Linked DNA regions of Sus scrofa: regions 1, 3 and 4 are each linked to region 2. A link is a contact called in public Hi-C and promoter capture Hi-C data. All regions are on one chromosome and are shown on one strand. Each heading gives the region's core, a stretch centred on a gene start, on an enhancer-like site or on the middle of the called end of the contact. The rest is flanking DNA. Distances are from core to core; before and after follow the strand shown. Region 1 holds the start of ARNT (aryl hydrocarbon receptor nuclear translocator). Region 2 holds the start of TARS2 (threonine--tRNA ligase, mitochondrial). Region 3 holds the start of GABPB2 (GA-binding protein subunit beta-2). Region 4 holds the start of MINDY1 (ubiquitin carboxyl-terminal hydrolase MINDY-1).

What was found. Promoter capture Hi-C pulls out the DNA fragments that hold promoters and counts their contacts. Hi-C and Micro-C count contacts between places; a contact is called where the count stands out from the background.
Region 1: a contact with region 2 is called in a Hi-C map of liver, with 5 times the contacts expected there. The contact joins the promoter of ARNT here to the promoter of TARS2 in region 2. A contact is called at or near these places in 3 of 5 promoter capture datasets (fetal liver, fetal skeletal muscle and liver) and 3 of 47 Hi-C or Micro-C datasets (embryonic fibroblasts, epiblast stem cells and liver).
Region 3: a Hi-C map of liver shows a contact between it and region 2, with 5 times the contacts expected there. The contact joins the promoter of GABPB2 here to the promoter of TARS2 in region 2. A contact is called at or near these places in 1 of 5 promoter capture datasets (liver), 1 of 47 Hi-C or Micro-C datasets (liver) and 1 of 2 datasets of contacts at active chromatin or transcription factors (alveolar macrophages).
Region 4: a contact with region 2 is called in a promoter capture Hi-C map of liver, with 4 times the contacts expected there. The contact joins the promoter of MINDY1 here to the promoter of TARS2 in region 2. A contact is called at or near these places in 1 of 5 promoter capture datasets (liver) and 1 of 2 datasets of contacts at active chromatin or transcription factors (alveolar macrophages).

The regions. Positions count from the first base shown.
Region 1 is chr4:98,330,003-98,334,742 of Sscrofa11.1, forward strand. ARNT (aryl hydrocarbon receptor nuclear translocator) reads left to right here and starts at 3,457. Exons shown (of 22, transcript NM_001315687.1): 1 at 3,457-3,617. The coding sequence starts at 3,593.
Region 2 is chr4:98,632,906-98,637,275 of Sscrofa11.1, forward strand. TARS2 (threonine--tRNA ligase, mitochondrial) reads right to left here and starts at 2,413. Exons shown (of 18, transcript XM_003355197.4): 1 at 2,275-2,413; 2 at 1,752-1,948; 3 at 1,319-1,442; 4 at 52-176. The coding sequence starts at 2,340. ECM1 (extracellular matrix protein 1) reads right to left here and starts at 176. Exons shown (of 23, transcript XM_021089909.1): 1 at 52-176.
Region 3 is chr4:98,162,115-98,166,333 of Sscrofa11.1, forward strand. It overlaps GABPB2 (GA-binding protein subunit beta-2), which reads right to left and starts at 1,841. Exons shown (of 9, transcript XM_005663482.3): 1 at 1,494-1,841. MLLT11 (myeloid/lymphoid or mixed-lineage leukemia; translocated to, 11) reads right to left here. Exons shown (of 2, transcript NM_001244607.1): 2 at 3,876-4,219.
Region 4 is chr4:98,216,458-98,221,174 of Sscrofa11.1, forward strand. It overlaps MINDY1 (ubiquitin carboxyl-terminal hydrolase MINDY-1), which reads left to right and starts at 2,159. Exons shown (of 10, transcript XM_001929665.7): 1 at 2,159-2,885. It overlaps PRUNE1 (protein prune homolog), which reads right to left and starts at 2,405. Exons shown (of 9, transcript XM_013997183.2): 1 at 2,276-2,405; 2 at 492-562.

The DNA of each region.
Region 1 (4,740 bases), core at 2,207-4,706, 300 kb before region 2:
TTCTGGAAAACACTACTTTGCATTTGTTCTGGAAAAGTGTATTTCTTGGCAGTGAGGTTATTGTATTTGGGCCAAAATTGACTTGAAAGTTTTGATGTCTTTCTAAGTCACTGGCAAAATTTCCCAACAATCAAGGTGTAGTGGGCAATGGAGAAATGGATGGTAGCCCAATAAAACCTATGTTTTTGATATTCATGGTCATACTTACTATTTACTTAAAATTTTGTTGTTTTTGTTGCTTGGATGAACTTACCACATTTAAAGGCACATAATAATATATTCTATATCGGCACTGCAGTCTTTTTAAGAGCTAGCTATCTTTAAGATGTAATTTTATTTTTTCTTTTTTAGGGCCACATCTGTGCCATATGAAAGTTCCCAGGGTAGTGGTCAAATCAGAACTGCAGCTGCTGGCCTACACCACAGCCACAGCCGTACAGGATCCTTAACCCACAGAGTGAGGCCAAGGATCAAACCTGCATCCTCGTGGATATCAGTAAGGTTCATAACCTGCTGAGCCACAATGGGAACTCCTACAATATAATTTTTTTTTTTTTCTTTTTAGGGCGGCATGTGGAAATTCCCAGGCTGGGGTTGAATTGGAGCTGCAGCTGCTGGCCTACGCCACAGGCACAACAACAGCAACGGCAACGTGGGATCCGGGCTGCATCTTCGACCTACATCACGGCTCATGGCAATGCCAGATCCTTAATCCACTGAGCGAGACCAGGGATCGAACTCATGTACTCATGGATGCTAGTCGGGTTCATTAACCACTGAGCTGGGACAGGAACTCCCTACAACATAATTTTGAACTGAAGTAGTTTTTACTTTTTTCACCATTACTTTTTGTTTGTTTTTGTTTTATTTTTTTATCGTGACATACGTTTAGATTCACAGAATTACAAAGATAGTACAAGGAGTTCCTGTATACCCTCACTCAGTTTCCCCTAATGCTAATATCCTGCATTATAACGTTACATTTACAAAACTAAGAAATTAACATTGGTACAACTCTATTTAACTAAACTATATACTTTCCTTTGGATTTCATCAAATTTTCCATTAATGTCCTTTTTGTTTTTTTTGATCCAACCCAGGATCTTGTAAGTAGTCCTCATGTCCTCCAAACTATGACAGTTTTTCTCTTTGTTCATTTTCTTTTCATGATCTTGGCAATTTTAAAGAATACAGATCAGGTATTTTTGCAGACCATACCTCAGTTTGGGTTTGTCTGATGTCCTCCCATGTTTAGGCTGAGGCTATAGATTTGGTGGAAGAACACAACAGAAGTGAGGTGCCCTTCTCATCGCATCATGTCAGGGGTATGTGAAACAAAATACTGACTGCCATATCAGTAAGCAAAGGATTTCACAGTCATTAGCAATTGCAGCCACCTCCAAGGATGAGCCAGTGAACTCTGAGGAAAATTAGGATGTGAAACTGGCCCTATATCAAAGGAATGATTTCAGTGAGCCCAGACCTTTGTATCTTCCCATACACAGAAAAGCTCTAAATTCCTTAATTTCAGATATCTAGTTTTCTGTTATTAACAGTAATCTTTTGTTTATACTAGGTAGGTAGATAGTTCCTACTACTTGCTCTTTGTTGCAAAACTCCTCTATGTCCTAGCTCCTCCCAGCCTCCTCAGAGCAATTTTCTCAGGGTTACTTGAGATGCTGCCTCCAGGGCTTTGGAGTTCTGTCCACCGAATAAAATATAACAATCAACTTTTAGGATGTGCAGATATTTATTTAGTCCTCAATACATAGTTTTAATATAACTTACTATTGGCGAAGTTAACCTTGATTATTTGGGAAAGATGGTATCTGTCAGTTTTCTTCACTGTAACATTACTATTTTCCCCTTTCCATATCCTATTCCTTAAAAGCAAACTCCTAAGCCAAATTCACAATCAAAGGAGGAAAATTAGGGAGTTCCTATTGTGGCTCAGTGGTTAAGGAACCCAACTGGTATTCATGAGGATGTGGGTTCAATCCCTTGCCTTGCTTGTTGGGTTAAAGATCCATCGTTGCTGTGAGCTGTGGTATAGGCTGCAGACACGCCTTGGATCCTGCATTGCTGTGGCTGTGATGTAGGCCGGCAGCTGCAGCTCTTGATTCAACCCCTAGCCTGGGAACTTACATATGCCAAGGGTGTGGCCCCAAAAAGACAAAAAAAAAAAAAAAAAAAGGAGGAGAATTAAGCTCTATCTCCTTGTAAATTTTCACTGCTACTGGTTACACTTCAAGGTACTTTTTTCATCAATGCATTTCTTTTGAGTGAGTGATTTTTCTCTTTTTGGTGAACTGGAAATACAACACAACAAACTGATAGCAAAGAAAATTTTAATTTTAACAAATGTAACAATAATATTCAAAATATGTTAAAATACCTTGGCTGAGTTAAACTATACTGTTAACTGAGAAAAGTGGATCTATGTAATCTTTGTAGGATACATACAAGAATTCAAAGATGCTCAAGAGTGTAATGGGATTTCTGTTAAAATTAGAATTAAATTTCTAATAGACAATTTGTGAAAGATATGTGAAACGGCAGTATGTTGCAGTGCTACACAAAGGGGATGAAGGGAAAATATTCCCAGAGTCAGACTTCTTCAGTTTGCCTCCACCGCTACTTACCAGCTGGGTGTCCATAGTTTAACCTCTTTGCTTCTGTTTCCTTATCTGCAAAACGGAAAAAATAACAGAATCTACCTCACAATGTTGTTATGAGGATTAAATGAAATACTATAAAACGGTTTGGACAGTGTCTGGCCCGAAGTGCTCAATGCTTCCTATTTTTTGAAAATAAATTTGTGCAATATTCATCTTATCAGTTCTCTGCTAAAAACCCGTCACCATGTCCCTTTCATTGATCAGAGGAAGTTATCCCACTCTTAATCAAAATATTTTCTTTATACATTGCCTCTTGTTTTGGCTGCCGATATCTCCCCTACCACACCACAAGCGCCCAGATACTCGAACACCACCAGTTCCATAAAAAGCATTCAAAACTCACTTATCTAACTTTTTTCAGCAGGTACAAAGGTCCTTGAAATAGGAAAAAACTAGGAAGGATTGCAAATCACTAAGTGAAGTTTAAACATATGAGCACCTGAAGAAGATCTACAAAAAAAATTGTCTGCAGAGTGGCCAGCCAGGCGAATCCACCACCCAGCGAAGCTTTTTAGTAAAATTGTTTTTCACTGACGTCACTGGATCTCTGACCTCTAACGCACTAGAGGCGGGATTAAAGAGACAGCTGGACTTCTTCCTTGCCCTCTCTCCTCCTCCGGACCCGCTGGCGGCTCAGTGGCCAGCCCGCCTCCGGTCGATTTGGCATTTCCATTGGCCAGTTTTCCAGAGGAGGCGGGCCTTGGGGGTGACCACGCCTCCTGGGCGGGGTCTCTCCGCCGTAGGGGTTGGGGACGGTGGGGGTTGCTGCAGCCGCCATCTTGGATTCCGCGGTAGCGGTGGCGGCATTACGGCGCCGCGTCTGGGGAGTGGCTCTCCCCTCCCCCTCCCCCCGGTTCGGTGGCGGCGGCTCCTCCCACTGGGGGGGTGGTACAGCGGCGGTGGCATCTGCGGCCATGGCGGCGACTACTGCTAACCCCGGTGAGGAGACGGAGGACTGGTGTGCCTCTAAAGAAGGAGGGGCTGAAGGGGTTGGCAGCTGGGGAGACCCAGGGCTGAGGGGCCGTAGTTGGGGTGAGAGCGCTGGGACGCGCGTAGGCGGTTAGGGGACAGTGGGGGAAGGGAGTGACCTGGGGGAGGGGCCCGACCCTGGGGCACTGGGGAGACCCGAAGTGGAGGGAGGGAGCAGGCGGGTGAGAGTTGGGGAATCCTTGCCCCGAGTTCTGTTGGAGCGGCTCTTGGCGCGGGGCTGGCCCGCCTCCACTCTTGTGGCGGCGTTCTGCTGTGTGGTGTGGTCCTCTTTCAACCCTCTGCCCACTGTGGACCTGCTTGATGCCGAGTAACTGTGGGCAGAGTGGCTCTTTTTACTTTAAAAGTGGTTTGGACTCTTAAGCACTGGACCACGTTGTTGTTTAGCTGAGGTGTGCTTCCAAACGTTTAGGTTATAAAGCCTTGAATTATACTCAATTTCTCTTGAAAAATAAAAAAGCTGTGCCCCTACCCCTCGCCCCGGGGGCTGTCCTTTGAAACTTACATTTGTGTATTAAAGATGCCTCTAGTGTCTGAAGGCGGAGGTTTGTGTAATGCTTGAGTTTCAGGATGAATCTTGCCAACAGCAAGCATCCAGGACCCAAGTTTAATTTGTTAGATGTGGGTCGAAGCAGTTCCCATTCTTTAAGAAAAGTTCAATTTATGCTATATCTCAATGAATATCTCTTCTAAAAGGAGAGCTTGAACATTTCGAAAAAATCTAGTCAGTCATGTCTAAGAGATGGAGTGGCGTGTAGTGCAGCATGTCTAGACAGATCAGGTCTTCACATTCCTAGTCCCAGTCCTCTTTCCACTATGTTACAGTTATTTCTCCCTGGGAAGTATTTCATTTTAGGGATCCCAGTTTACCTTGCTGACCTTGGCCATTTTCCAGAAATCCCTGTCTTTAATAGCCTTAAAAAAGAAGCCAGAGGTGGGGATGAATAATTTGGAAGTACCTTAGTGGGAGGGATTCACTGCCATTCCCTTGTTGAAATTTAAATTTTTTTCCGTGTCTCTGAAAGGGAGTATTATTTTGCAATACCAGGTTTTGCTATTACAGTTGAATCACTGT
Region 2 (4,370 bases), core at 1,163-3,662:
TATGGTGAAATCTCTAAAAAAGAAATCATTCTCCTTCCTTGCACTACTCACCGTTCCTTGCCCAGGAAGAAATCATGGTAGAAGCCACATTCCGTACTTGGACCTTGGCAGAGGACAGCACCTAGGAATTGTTCAGCTGCTGCCCCCAGGACATGGGTGCTGGAGTGCCAGAATACCTGGGTTCACAAGTAAGAAGTTCATAATTTCATAACCTTCTCCTTTAGCCCCTAGCTCTCTGATCCTCTCCTCAGAGAAGCTGGTGTGAAACCAGCATGAATAACTACCACAATATGGGGAACGTGACCTTGAGGGTAACCAGTAAATATAAAAAGTAAACAACAAACAACCTGACCAGAAAAGAAGGCAGCCAGAAGAAGCAGTGCACAGAAGAGAGTAAGCCCCACTCCTCGGTGCTTCCTGGTTCCAGAGCATAGTGGGAGGCTAGTGTCAGTCTTCATGCCCTCCAAGCTGACATGAACAAGGAAAGGAGGCCAGGTAGTGTGCTCATTTGTGGAAGCCACATTAAAACTAAATATATGCATAACAAGGACCTACTGTATAGCACAGGGAACTCAATATTCTGTAATAACCTATATGGGAAAAGAATCTGAAAAAGAATTGATATTTGTACATGCATAACTGAATCACTCTACTGTATACCTGAAACACAACACTTTAAATCAACCCTGCTCCAGTATAAAACAAAAATTTAAAAAAGAACTCAATATATGCTACAAGATGACAACTTACAATGCTTGTCTCAAGAGTTGGGCTAAATTGGCATATTATCATTCTGTATTCAACATAACACCTCTCCCTTTCACTAACACAAATAATCACTGCTTAACAGACCCAGGCTAACTAAAAACTTTCATCCTAGGTTTCCAGCTTAGCCAGGAGTCAAGACAAGCAATATGGAGTTCCCGTCATGGCTCAGTGGTTAACAAACCCAACTAGTATCCATGAGGACACGGGTTCAATCCTTGGCCTTGCTCAGCGGGTTAAGGATCTGGTTTGCCATGAGCTGTGATGTAGGTCGCAGGTGCAGCTCAGATCCAGTGTTGCTGTGGCTGTGGCGTAGGCTGGCTGCTACAGCTCCGATTTGACCCCTAGCCTGGGAACCACCATATGCCTCCAGCGCAGCCCTAAAAAGACAAAAAAAAAAAAAAAAAAAAAAAATCAAAAAAGATAAGCAGTCCATGGTAGGCCTCCCTCTCAACTGAAAATGGAGAAACTGAGGCAAAAAAAAAAAAATGCTAGAAATTCCCACTTAAACATCTCTTAGCAGCCCCTATATCCCAATAAGGAAGAAACGTACTGCTTTCCCCTCTGCAGAATCGAATGTCAGAAATCTGAGGTCAGAATCTTTTTCCAAGGGCCGTTCCAGATCATAAGGTTCTCCATTCACTACAGCAGCTACTGCAGTATCTGCCAGTTTTGAACTTCAACAGTGGGGGTGAGGATAAAAAAAGACAAGGTTACAAGCTACAGAGGAAGACAGGAACTAATCCTTAGCAACTCTAAACTTGCGAAGGGGAAATGTATTACCAGAACACTGGAATCTTTTCTTTTTTTTTCCCCTCAATGCATAATAGAGAAAGGTCAGAGACCATAAAACTAATGCAGATAAAAAGGAATATGCAGGAAAGGCTATCTTGATGGGGATGGAATAAACATGCAGAGTTCTTTCCCTGCTCAAGTAAACAAAGTACAGAGGTAGGTTTACCCGGTAGGTATAGAAGGCCTGGTACCTGATCTGCTGAGCTAGTTGGTAAGGGGTTGTGTTCCATGCCACAGCATCCACTTTCCTGCCTCCAGGAAGCGATACCTTAATAGCCCGGTGTTCCTTCTGCGCCATGCTTGCTAACTTCTTTACCTGGGCGGTCCATAGCTCCTCAAAAAAGCCAAGCCGCTCTACCAACCAGTGTGGAGGAGTGGGCACAGCTGCCTGGAGGAAAAGATGTTAGGAGGTAACACAGGTCCCAAAATTCCTTATTGAGCTTGGGGGTAGTGGGAAGTGAGAACATTTAAGTGGCCATGATCTTAAATCCCAGTCTTTAAAAAAAGAATGGGAGGTATAAGGCCCTAGGCTGGGAGTGCTACATTCCCCAGACGGCTACCCTAGGAAAAAGATGGCGTACCTAAGGGCTACGGTAGCCGGGTCCCGAACGTAGGGCGGGAGTAGGGGGTGTCAGATGGGGTTGAGAGCCTATACTTTGGGCTTCAGCTGCGCTAGGTCCGATGTGTTTCGGAACTTTTGGGTACCTCACGCACCGTGTGCAGCCCGCAGGCTTGTAACCCTGGGAGCCGAAGTCGCCGCCACCTCCGATACAGCCCCATGTTCCTTCAGACCCGTCACACAGCCTCAAATAAATGATCGCTCCTTCTCTTTTGTCGGATTCTTCATTGGCTGCTGGCCCAACAATACCCATGCCTATTGGTTGTTATAGCTGTCACTCCAGTCTGGCCCCACCTCCAGGAACTCCGAAGCGGTATACCCCACACAGCACAAGCAGCGGTGTGGGTGGTTCCGGGTGACCGGAAGACCTAAGCTGATGCACACAGGGAATTCCAGTACCTGCAGAGTTTCAGACCAAAGTAGCAGTAAGATATGCTGCGGCTTTAAGGACAGAAGCAGGGAAACTTAGAGAGTGGGAGAAAAACGGACCAGAAGGGGTTGTTATTTCCTTTTAACTCTAAGTTTTCTTTTACACAGGCTTCACCGGGATGTGAAGTGAAGGAAACAGGTAAGAGCATAAATCTGGAATGAGACAGACCTGGTATAAATCCTGGATCACTGCGTAATTTGGGGTAAATTAATTCCTTTTAAACTTCAATTTTCTCATCTGTAAAATGAGAATAATAATATCATTCTGGTAGTTCTCATGTGGCTTAACGAGTTAAGGATCCGGCAGTGGCCCGGGTTGGATCCCTGGTCTGGTAACTTCCACATGCCTCCGTGTGCAGCCAAAACAAACAAAACAAACAAACAAAAAACCCTTAACTGTTGAGGTTAATTTTATGTAAATCGTCTAATATACTGCATGGTCCACAGTAATCGGCAACAATAGCAACAATCCATGAGAAAAAATGAATACAACATATAACAGCTTTGAGGCTGGAGCAAAACAAAGACTTTAAGGCTGGAGCAAAACAAAAGCAGAGGGCACTCCTTGGAGTCCCTTCATACTCGGTGCTTAAAGAAGGACCTCTGAGACCTCTTAGACCGTACACATGAGGAATTTAAGATCAGAGAAGGTAAGTGATTTAAGATCAAACAGTAAGCACTGACGCTGGATTCTCAATCCAAGTCTTCTATTCTTCTACCACACCAGACTCTCTCTAGTAAGAATTTTATCCCCAATATAATTCCCCCACCACTTAAGAAAAAAAGTTCCTGACCCTAGAATCTTAGCTCTCTGCTTTCTACACAGGACCTTTGCCTCTCATTCCCATCCAAGCTCTCAACTTCCTTTATCCCTTCTCTCCCCTCTCCCTATATCTAGAACATAAGACTAGATATATTTGATTTGTTTTACACAGTGAAAAATGAAACACAGGAGTTCCTGCTGTGGCACAGCGAGGTAGGAATCCAACTGTAGCCACCTCAGGTGGCTGCAAAGACTCGGGTTCCATCCCCTGCCAGAGCAGTGGATTAAGGATCCGCCATTGCCACTGACGTGGCATAAGTCACAGCTGTGGCTGGGATTCAATCCCTAGCCTGGGAACTTCCATATGCCATGAATGTGGCCATAAATTAAAGGAGAAGGAAAGAAAGAAAGAAAAAGAAAAGAAAAATGACCAGATTTGTAGTAAAGTTTGAGGGAAATGCACTTGGGGACAGCTGTGAGGTTCTTGGTAATTCCCATTAGTCCCCTCACCTGGGGGTGGGGATGGTTGGTTCTCATGTTTCCAATGGTGATGGAATCAAGGATTGTGGAGGAAGAGCTTTCAGAGAAAGATGTTTAATCTAAGTTTCCAGAGGTTCTGTTCTGCGGGAGGCAGCTGTTGATCTTAGTCACAGGCACCACTCTGCATCTTGGCTCCATATTCTGGCATGTTAGACACCCTGAAATACAAAAAGAAATAGACAAGAGTGTGGAGGAGGAAGTTTACCTGTGTGTGTGTGTTTGGGAGAAGGTAGGTAGAATTTTTAAATGGCATTCAGAAAATGTGACAACAGGCAGAACTTTTCCCATGGCTCTGCACCAAAAGGGACAGGGGAGCTGTTACACTGCAGGCAACAAAATGGTAGATGCTCAATAAAGTTATTAAATTAAAAATGTACCAATCACTGTATTGACTTGAAACTCCAAAGGATACATATACTGACATACATGCTTTTAATCATTCTACTTTGTAAGGATAGT
Region 3 (4,219 bases), core at 591-3,090, 470 kb before region 2:
AATGTCCGTCAACAAATGAATGGATAACAATGTAGCGCACACACACACACAATGGAATATTACTCAGTCATCCAAAAGATGCCATTTGCAGAAATAATGCCATTTGCAGCAAAATGGATGGAGATCATCATACTTGGTGAATTAAGTCAGAAAGATAAAGACAAGTACCATATGCTACCAAGTATGTAGAATCTAAAATACGACACAAATCAACAGGAACTACAGAAGTTCCCTGGTGATGCAGTAGCTTAAGTATCTGGTGTTGCTGCAGCTTTGGCACAGGCCAGTGCAGGTTTGATCCCTAGCTGGGGAACTATTGCATGCCATGAGTGCTAGGGGGTGGGGGGAACCCAAAAAGCAAAAAACGTATTTATAAAACAAAAACAGACTCACAGACATAGAGAACAGAATTGCGGATTCCAAGGGGGCTAAGGGATGGGAGAGAGAAGGACTGAGAGTTTGGGATTAGCAGATGCAGACTAATATATACAGAATGGATAAATAGCAGGATCCTACCCTGTAGCACAGGGAACTGTAATCAATTTCCTCTGATAAACCATAACGGAAAATAACACGAAAAAGAATATATTTCTGGCACAGAGGGTTAAGGATCCCCCGTTGTCACTGCAGCAGCTTGGGTCATTGCTGTGGTGTGGCTTCGATCCCTGGCCAGGGAACTTCCGCATGACATTTTGATTTTAAAAATTAAAAACAAAAAGAGTTGAGAGAGAAAAGTCCTTCTGGTAAGAGGGAGAGGAATGGGATGATGTCTGCTCACTCAAGGAAATCTATGAGATTATCACAATATTATAAGCAACAAGACTTCAATAAACTAAAAAATAAGGAAAAAAAATCTGTGAGAATAGGAGAAAGCTAATGGCAAGGAGAAATGAAATCGAAGAACTCATGATTTGCCAACCTTTTTTCCTTTTTCTATTGCACACGTCCCCACTGGGCCGCCAGCTGTACAAACAACCCTGCAAGAACTGGAGGCGGGGCCCTTGCTGCTATTTCTCAGTTTACTGAGCTCACTAATAATCTTAAGGCTAACACTCGGGTCAGAGAATTAGAATCTCCGTTTTCTCATCTATCACAACTCCCCCAGCGCCTCAGCAATGTTCAGTCTTTCTGGAAGAGTCAACTTGTGGCAGGGAGCCAAGGTCTCAGCCTAGAGGGCCACCCCCGGATCGGGCTCCGCGCTGCCCCCTAGTGGTCACCTCTGTGGCCTTGCCTTCCCTCGGTCCGGCTCCCCAGCCCCAGGTCTTACACCCACCCCCTTCTTCACCTCCTCCTAGTCCCCTCCCCTTCCTCCCGGCAGCATCCCCTTCCTCTTCGTCCCCTTCCCCCAGCTAACCCCGTTCCAGTGAAGGGGCGCCGCTCTGTCTGCACCCAGAGGTCCGGGGCTGGGCTAGGAGGCGGTGCAACTTCTCAAGGCAGTCTTCCTTCCAGCCCTGACGCCCCCCAGAGCCCAGACATCTCTCCTCCCTCCTTACCTCCTCGTCCGGGACGCTGCCGGCTGTGCTTTCGCCGAGCCCGCCAGTTTGGTCCTGTTTCCTTCTCTAGTTAAAGCTCCCTGTCAATGATGGTTACTTTTTGGCCTTTTCATATATACATATTTTGGGGGCCTTTAACCCCCCCTCGTGGAGAAATGGAGGCTGCAAAATGGCGGACCCGGAAGTGAAGACGGCGAATATAATTTCTGGCGGAAGAATCTGTGAAGAGAATGTGGTTAGAAAATCCACATTTGCACTCGAACAGAAGGGTGATGCACCCCTGAGGCTCATTTTCTATTCTCCGAAAGTCTTTTGAGGTGAAGTAGTGCGTATCTATGTTATCTCAGACGGGACTATTTAGCGAGGCGGAGGATTGTCGATTACGCGTCTTACGTGTCATATAGTTCCGGTAGGGGACGGACCTGATGGTTTGTTTTGGCGCCAAGAATCCCGGCGAACCACTGAGAGAAACTGATCTCTGCCTTGGGTTTGCATTTAGCTAGAAGCAACCAGTTTAGGGGCCAGTTTAAGGTTGAAGAGGAAACTGTTTCTCTGTCTCAACCTCGGGCGAAGATGTTTGGGACGTTGCCTGGATTTGTGCGTGAATTGAGCTCTGGTGCCCGACGGACACATTTCTAATTACAGCCTAGAGGTAAAGAGCCTAGAGCCGAGCTGTCAACTCAATGAAACAGATATCGGAGTCTTGTTTGAGGGGGTTGGAGGTGCTGAAAGGGGATGGAACGGGAGTTTGCAAATCCAGTTAGCCACTTTGTTTACCAAACAGTTGATTCCTGTCTGCACCCACCTTTCGCCGTAAGCTGAAGGACAGCGACAAGTTGGGAAAGAAGACCTTCAAAAATAGGTAGACATAGAAAAGGACAGATCACTGCTCCATTTTGTATTCGATTTTGGCTTTTGTCGTTGATGATGGGCCTTTCAAACCCTATGGGGAAGATTTACATGGTTCCCCTCTTTTCTGGATTTCTCTAGATCCTCTTGTTTTTTTGGTTTTTTTTTTTTTTTTTTTTTTTTTTGCTATTTCTTGGGCCGCTCCCGCGGCATATGGAGGTTCCCAGGCTAGGGGTTGAATCGGAGCTGCAGCCACCGGCCTACGCCAGAGCCACAGCAACGCGGGACCCGAGCCGCGTCTGCAACCTACACCACAAGCTCACAGCAACGCCGGATCGTCTACCCACTGAGCAAGAGCAGGGACCGAACCCGCAACCTCATGGTACCTAGTCGGATCCGTTAACCACTGCGCCACGACGGGAACTCCCTCCTCTTGTTCTTTAAAGGACTTAGGGCATAATGTCCCAACTGGTATTTACGGCTTCCCTTTTTATTTGAAGGTCAAAATCTTATCTCATTCATGTTTACATCCTTAGGTTGTCTGGCTCAGTGCCTCATATAGTAGGTACCCATTAGCTATTTGTAAATCAGTACAAATTGTTTATTTTTTATCATTTTTTATTTTTTATTTTTTTTAATTTATTTTTTTCTATTTCTTGGGCCGCTCCTGCGGCATATGGAGGTTCCCAGGCTAGGGGTTGAATCGGAGCTGTAGCCACCGGCCTACGCCAGAGCCACAGCAACGCGGGATCCGAGCCGCGTCTGCAACCTACACCACAGCTCACGGCAACGCCGCCGGATCGTTAACCCACTGAGCAAGGGCAGGGACCGAACCCGCAACCTCATGGTTCCTGGTCGGATTCGTTAACCACTGCGCCACGACGGGAACTCCCCCAAATTGTTTATTTTTTAAATGAGGCAAGTTATAAATAAGCATATAACATATTTGGGTTAATTTGTTTCTTTTTGTAGGCACCTAGGCTGAGATGATGAACGGCAGACTTAATGCCACAGGTACCTCCTGAGGCATCTAGCATTATTACCTCAAATACTTCGTTATTGGGCAAGCACAAGAGTGGCTGGTTACAGCTTTCTCCCAAAACACTTTAAATAATTTTGAGTTGGAGTTGCCCTGTGGCTCAGCAGGGGACTAGTATTCATGAGGATGTGGGTTCAATCCCTGGCCTAGCTCAGTGGGCTAAAGATCCATTGTTCTGAGCTGCAGCGTTGTGGAGGATGTGGCTTGGATCCAGTGTTTCTGTGGCTGTGGTATAGGCCGGCAGCTCCAATTCGACCCCCAGCCTGAAAACTTCCTTATGCTGCTGGTGTGGTCTTAAGAAAAATAATAATAATTTTAAGTTGATTTCACCCTTTTTCTTGTCACCTATCTGTTCAACATAAAGTTCATCATTTTAATGTATAAAGGCTACTCAAATCCTTCTTCCTCAAAGTTAATATTAGATATTATGTATAAGCTGAACGTGGGCGCTCTGTACTGCTTCCCTTGTGGAGAGAGAACTAAGAGTCCAGTCCTGGGATTGAATGTCTTTATTAAAGAAGTGATTAAATGGCAACACAAATCACCAGAAGTAATTTTGGAAGGAGTGGGAACAAGGTGTAGGGTCAGAGTGTGATTGTTCATTTTATTGGTCTCAAGGTGGCTGAAGAACTATGCCTGAGGCCCATTGATCACTATTCTACACTGCAAATGCCAGAGAGCAAAACTAAAATACTAAGGACCAAACCCTGTGCCATTTAGAAACTGAATAAAACCCCACACAGTATCACAACAGTCAGCAAGATTGCATTTTAAGATATGAAATCCCAGTGATTTTCCTCAGCTAGAATTTTCAGCCCACAGCAGCAAAATTGTAAAG
Region 4 (4,717 bases), core at 909-3,408, 420 kb before region 2:
AAGGCAGGAGCCCCAAAAGGAGGTGACCAAGCAGCATTCCCACTCTCAAGCGGTAGGTTCTTGTCCCTCACTCCAAAGGGCCCAAGCCTGATCAGATCCCAAGCTCCCACCACACGATTCCGCGTTCCCTCCACACAGACCCTCGGGACTTCCCAGATCCCACATCTTCGTCCTTCCTGGACCCCAGGCTCCATTCCCTACGATCACAGACAGGGGTCCGTTACCTGCAGAGCGGCTCGACAACCCTGCAGGTAGTCTTCCATGGTGAAGCCCAAGGTGTGCCGCCGCCCCTCTCCGCGGAGAGGTTAACCAGTAAATGCGCCCCGCCCCGGACTCAGGGGCTTGAGGCGAGAGTCAGGAGGCGGGACTCGAACCCGCCATAAAGCCATTCGGCCGGGACCCCAGGAGGAAGTGCGTAAGCGGGCGCCCACGGAATCCGACGTCGCCCCGCCCCCAGAGACAGAAGCCGAGTTCTGCGCCCAGAGACTCACGGGAAGCGCGAAGCGGGTGGTGGTGGTGCAAGGCGTCCTGGGAAATGTAGTCCCAAAACTCCAAAACGGCCCTAAGAATTGAGGGAAGGAGAATTTTCTGAGATCGCTTATTTGACACACAAGTGTAAATGCGTCACATAAACTTTGTGGCATCTGAATTTTCCCTCTTGAGTCAGATTAAGTATAGCATCTTTCTATCTATATATTACACTGACCATCTGGTTGACATTTTAAATCACACTGGGCAAAAACGGCTTTTCAACTTTCTCGAATTCTCTACTTTAACAAACGGTCCCATTGCAATCACAATTTTGTGATTATCCATGTTATAAAAATATTGGAATATGAAAACATCGTAATAATCTTTGGCCTCTCTTCTTAATTCCTACAGCCTCTTGCCAACTCCAGTTGCTGCCATTACAACTCTATAGCCTCTTTTTTTCTATAGCGTCAGCAAATTCTCTTTCTTTTTCCGGACTGTTGTAACTTGGGTTTCTGCTCACCTGCCTCCCTAATTGTTCCAAATGCCCCTGCAGCCTTCAGAGTTGTTTGAAGTTTCATCCTGGAGCAGCCATGTAAGTAGAGCTTGGGGGAACCTTTCAGAATGTAGAGTTGGGTTCCAACCACATTTAACTACCACCTTCCAGCCCCAGGGTAGTGCAGAATACTGCAGAAAATGTGCTTTTTTTTTTTTTTTTTTGTCTTTTTGCCTTTTCTAGGGCCGCTTCCTGTGGCATATGGAAGTTCCCAGGCTAGGGGTCTAATCGGAGCTGTAGTCGCCGGCCTACGCCAGAGCCACAGCAACATGGGATCTGAGCCTTGTCTGTGACCTACACCACAGCTTAACCCACTGATCAAGGCCAGGGATCGAACCCGCAACCTCATGATTCCTAGTCGGATTCGTTAACCACTGTGCCACAATGGGAACTCCGTGATAAATGTACTCTTTTCATCAAATGTTCCCTCATTTATTAATGAATCCCTTTGTTTCCTACCACCAACCTCACACCAGTTTTTCCTGCTCCCCAAGCTCGGAATTGAGAGGAGGTGATAGATGAGAAGCTGAGGCCTGTGGTGGGAACAAGGACCGGAGCAGAGGGATATTGAAGCTCCTGCTTGCTCAGCTAGTTTTCTCCCTGCTTCACTCTTCCCAGAGCCTGGGGCTTCTTACACACCCTCTCTGCACTACCAGGGGCATAGCCCAACTGGTTTCTAGACTAAAAAAGTGAGCAAATACGTGTATGTGTTACTGGGTCACCTTGCTGTGCAGCAGAAAATTGACAGAACACTGTAAATCAGCTATAATGGAAAAAATAAAAATCATTATTAACTATAAAAAAAAAAAGTGAGGGAGTTTCTGTTGCGGTGCGGCGGAAACGAATCCGACTAGGGACCATGAGGTTGCGGGTTCGATCCCTGGCCTTGCTCCGTGGGTTAAGGATCCTGGCATTGCCGTAGGCTGTGGTGTAGGTGGCAGATGCAGCTCAGATCCTTTGTTGCTGATCTGATTAGATCCCAGCCTGGGAACTTCCATGTGCCGCAGGTGCGGCCCTAAAAAACAAAAAACAAACAAAAAAGAGATATAGTAAGGATTTTGAAAGGATAAGGATTTTTCACTTTAAATGAGTAATTATGCTAATATCACGCTGTCTGGCCTGCCTCTGTGGATCCAGAGCAAAGGACTTTTGTACCTAGAGAGAAAGCCCAGATCCAACAAGCTGCTGCTGTCCGGCCCTGCTCCTCCTCCCCACTCAGCAAGGGCCCTTGCTTTTCCCTCTTCTCACCAGAGAGGCACAAGCGCTCCGTCCCTTCCAGCGGCAGGCGGAGGGAGGAGAAAGGGTCTGTTGTTTTTCTCTCCTGTTTCTCTCTCTCTCACTGCTGATCACCAAGCTGCTGACCAGGTCAGAAAGCCCTAATGGAAATCCTCCAGTGCTGGCCTGGCTCCTCCTCCTCCCAGAAGCTTGTCCTTGACTGATTTTTCTTTGTCCCGACGGGAAAGAGAGAGAGAGAGAGAGAGAAAGAAGAAAAAAGAAAACCCACAAACTTCCTTTGAAAACCAGCTCGCTAGACTGGGCCTGGAGCGCACGCCCTAGACTCGGCGACTCAGAAATCCTGGAGACGCTCTGAGCGACCTGGGAGTACCTGGGCTGCACTCCTGCCGGTCTCCACCCTCTTCCAGTGCCCCCGGCCGGCCGTGGGCGTGAGTCCGGAAGTGGCCACCATCCGGCCAAGACTGCTGCGCACAAACCCGTGTAAACCTGTGCGAGCTCTGGCTTTGACAGCTGGAAGGCAGCTGGGAGTGTGGTGGCGCCCCTCACTGCACCCACCTGCCCCATCGTATTGCCAGAGCTGCACCCTCCTTCTGTGTCCTGGAACAGCACCCACTTCTTTAAGGTAAAAACTTTGAACCATTTCCTTCACCTCTTCTCCTAATCCCCAGTCCTCTGTTTCCTCTTTAGCCCTGGGGAGGTGACACTGACTGTTCTTCCACGTTGGGTCTCTACACGTTTAGATTTTGAGAGGCGTTCAGGCAGAAGGAATATGTAAAAGACGCTGCTTGGGTCCCTGTATTTCTTCCTTTTAATGACACCTTCCCCCTCTCCCTTGCTAGCACGTAGACAAGGCACCGTCGTTGACTTAACTCTGAGGAGAACTTCTAAACCATTAGTTCTGTGACGATTTGCATCAGAGCGAGAAAGAGATTAGAGGGGGACAGTAAAGCACTTGAGGGGAGAGTAAAGTTCCTAGGGAGTGCGGGTGGGGGGCGTCTTGTGGAAGCTGGGTACCAGTTGTATATGCTTCTTCCAACTTTTGGCTACTTACTGCCGCTGGCTAGGGGTGGGTCTGGGCTGCTTTACCTCTCACTCACCACCAGAGGATAATTCCAGCTGGAGAAAATGTGTTGGATTTAAGAGGAAAAAGAAAGAGAAATCCTGATTTGTTTGAGTACCTGTGCTCCCTCATTCTCTCCTGCTCTGAAGGAGCACCAGGCAGGTACCTTGAAGAGGAGAAATTCTCCATCACGCTTCCTGCCTCTATTCTGAAGACTTAGCCCATCCAACTTTGCCCAGTTTCTCTGAGACCCAGCTTCCTCCGGTGTCCAGCTCCTGGGTTCTTTTGGTTTACCTGTCTGGCCAGCTAGCTGCCCAGCCCCCACTTAATTATTGATCTTTTCTTTTCTTCCCTGTTTTTCTCTAAGCTTTAAAAAAAGTGTTCCCAGGCTCTTGTTTCTGCTTCCCAGGCTCATCCTAAGTGTCATTTGGGAAAGGAGGAAAAAGAAGACAGAGAGAGAAAAAAAAAAGTGTCAGGCCTGCAGGCAATTTTTGCTATACTCTGATTCTTCTAAATTAACAACATGTAAATGAGATGCAGATAGCATAAATTATATTTGAATCAGGAGGATGATCAATTTGGGTGACTAGGCTTATTTTGGTGACTTTTATATTCTTCAGCTTCACTTCCCAGGCTTTACCCTAGCCCTAAATTCCTGCCAGATTGCAAGGGATTGCAAGAGGAAGCATAGTCTCAGGTTAGGAGGAAGCAAGAGAAAAGATTTCTAGCAAGTTTAATTTCTCCCTTTTTCTCACCCAATCAAGGGGGAAAGGGGAGCAAGGAAGTTGCAGGGAGATATTTTCCAGGGGGCAGGGCTTTGTGGCCTTTTATCATTTACTATCCATGGTGTTAATGAAATGTCTATGCTTAGTGCTGGTAAAGAGCAGGTTAAACAGGTCCAAGGGCTGACATCTAAAATGACCCAGATGGAGTTCCCGTCGTGGCGCAGTGGTTAACGAATCCGACTAGGAACCATGAGGTTGCGGGTTCGGTCCCTGCCCTTGCTCAGTGGGTTACCGATCCGGCGGCATTGCCGTGAGCTGTGGTGTAGGTTGCAGACGCGACTCAGATCCTGCGTTGCTGTGGCTCTGGCGTAGGCCGGTGGCTACAGCTCCAATTGGACCCCTAGCCTGGGAACCTCCATATGCCGCGGGAGCGGCCCAAGAAATAGCGAAAAAGACAAAAAATAAAAAAAATAAAAAAAATAAAAAATAAAAAAATAAAATGACCCAGATGATTGAATTCCTGTCGTGGCACAGTGGAAACGAATCCAACTAGGAACCATGAGGTTGCAGGTTCGATCCCTGCCTTGCTCAGTGGGTTAATCATCTGGAGTTGCTGTGAGATGTTGTGTAGGTCACAGACGCGGCTCGGATCCCGCATTGCTGTGAGCT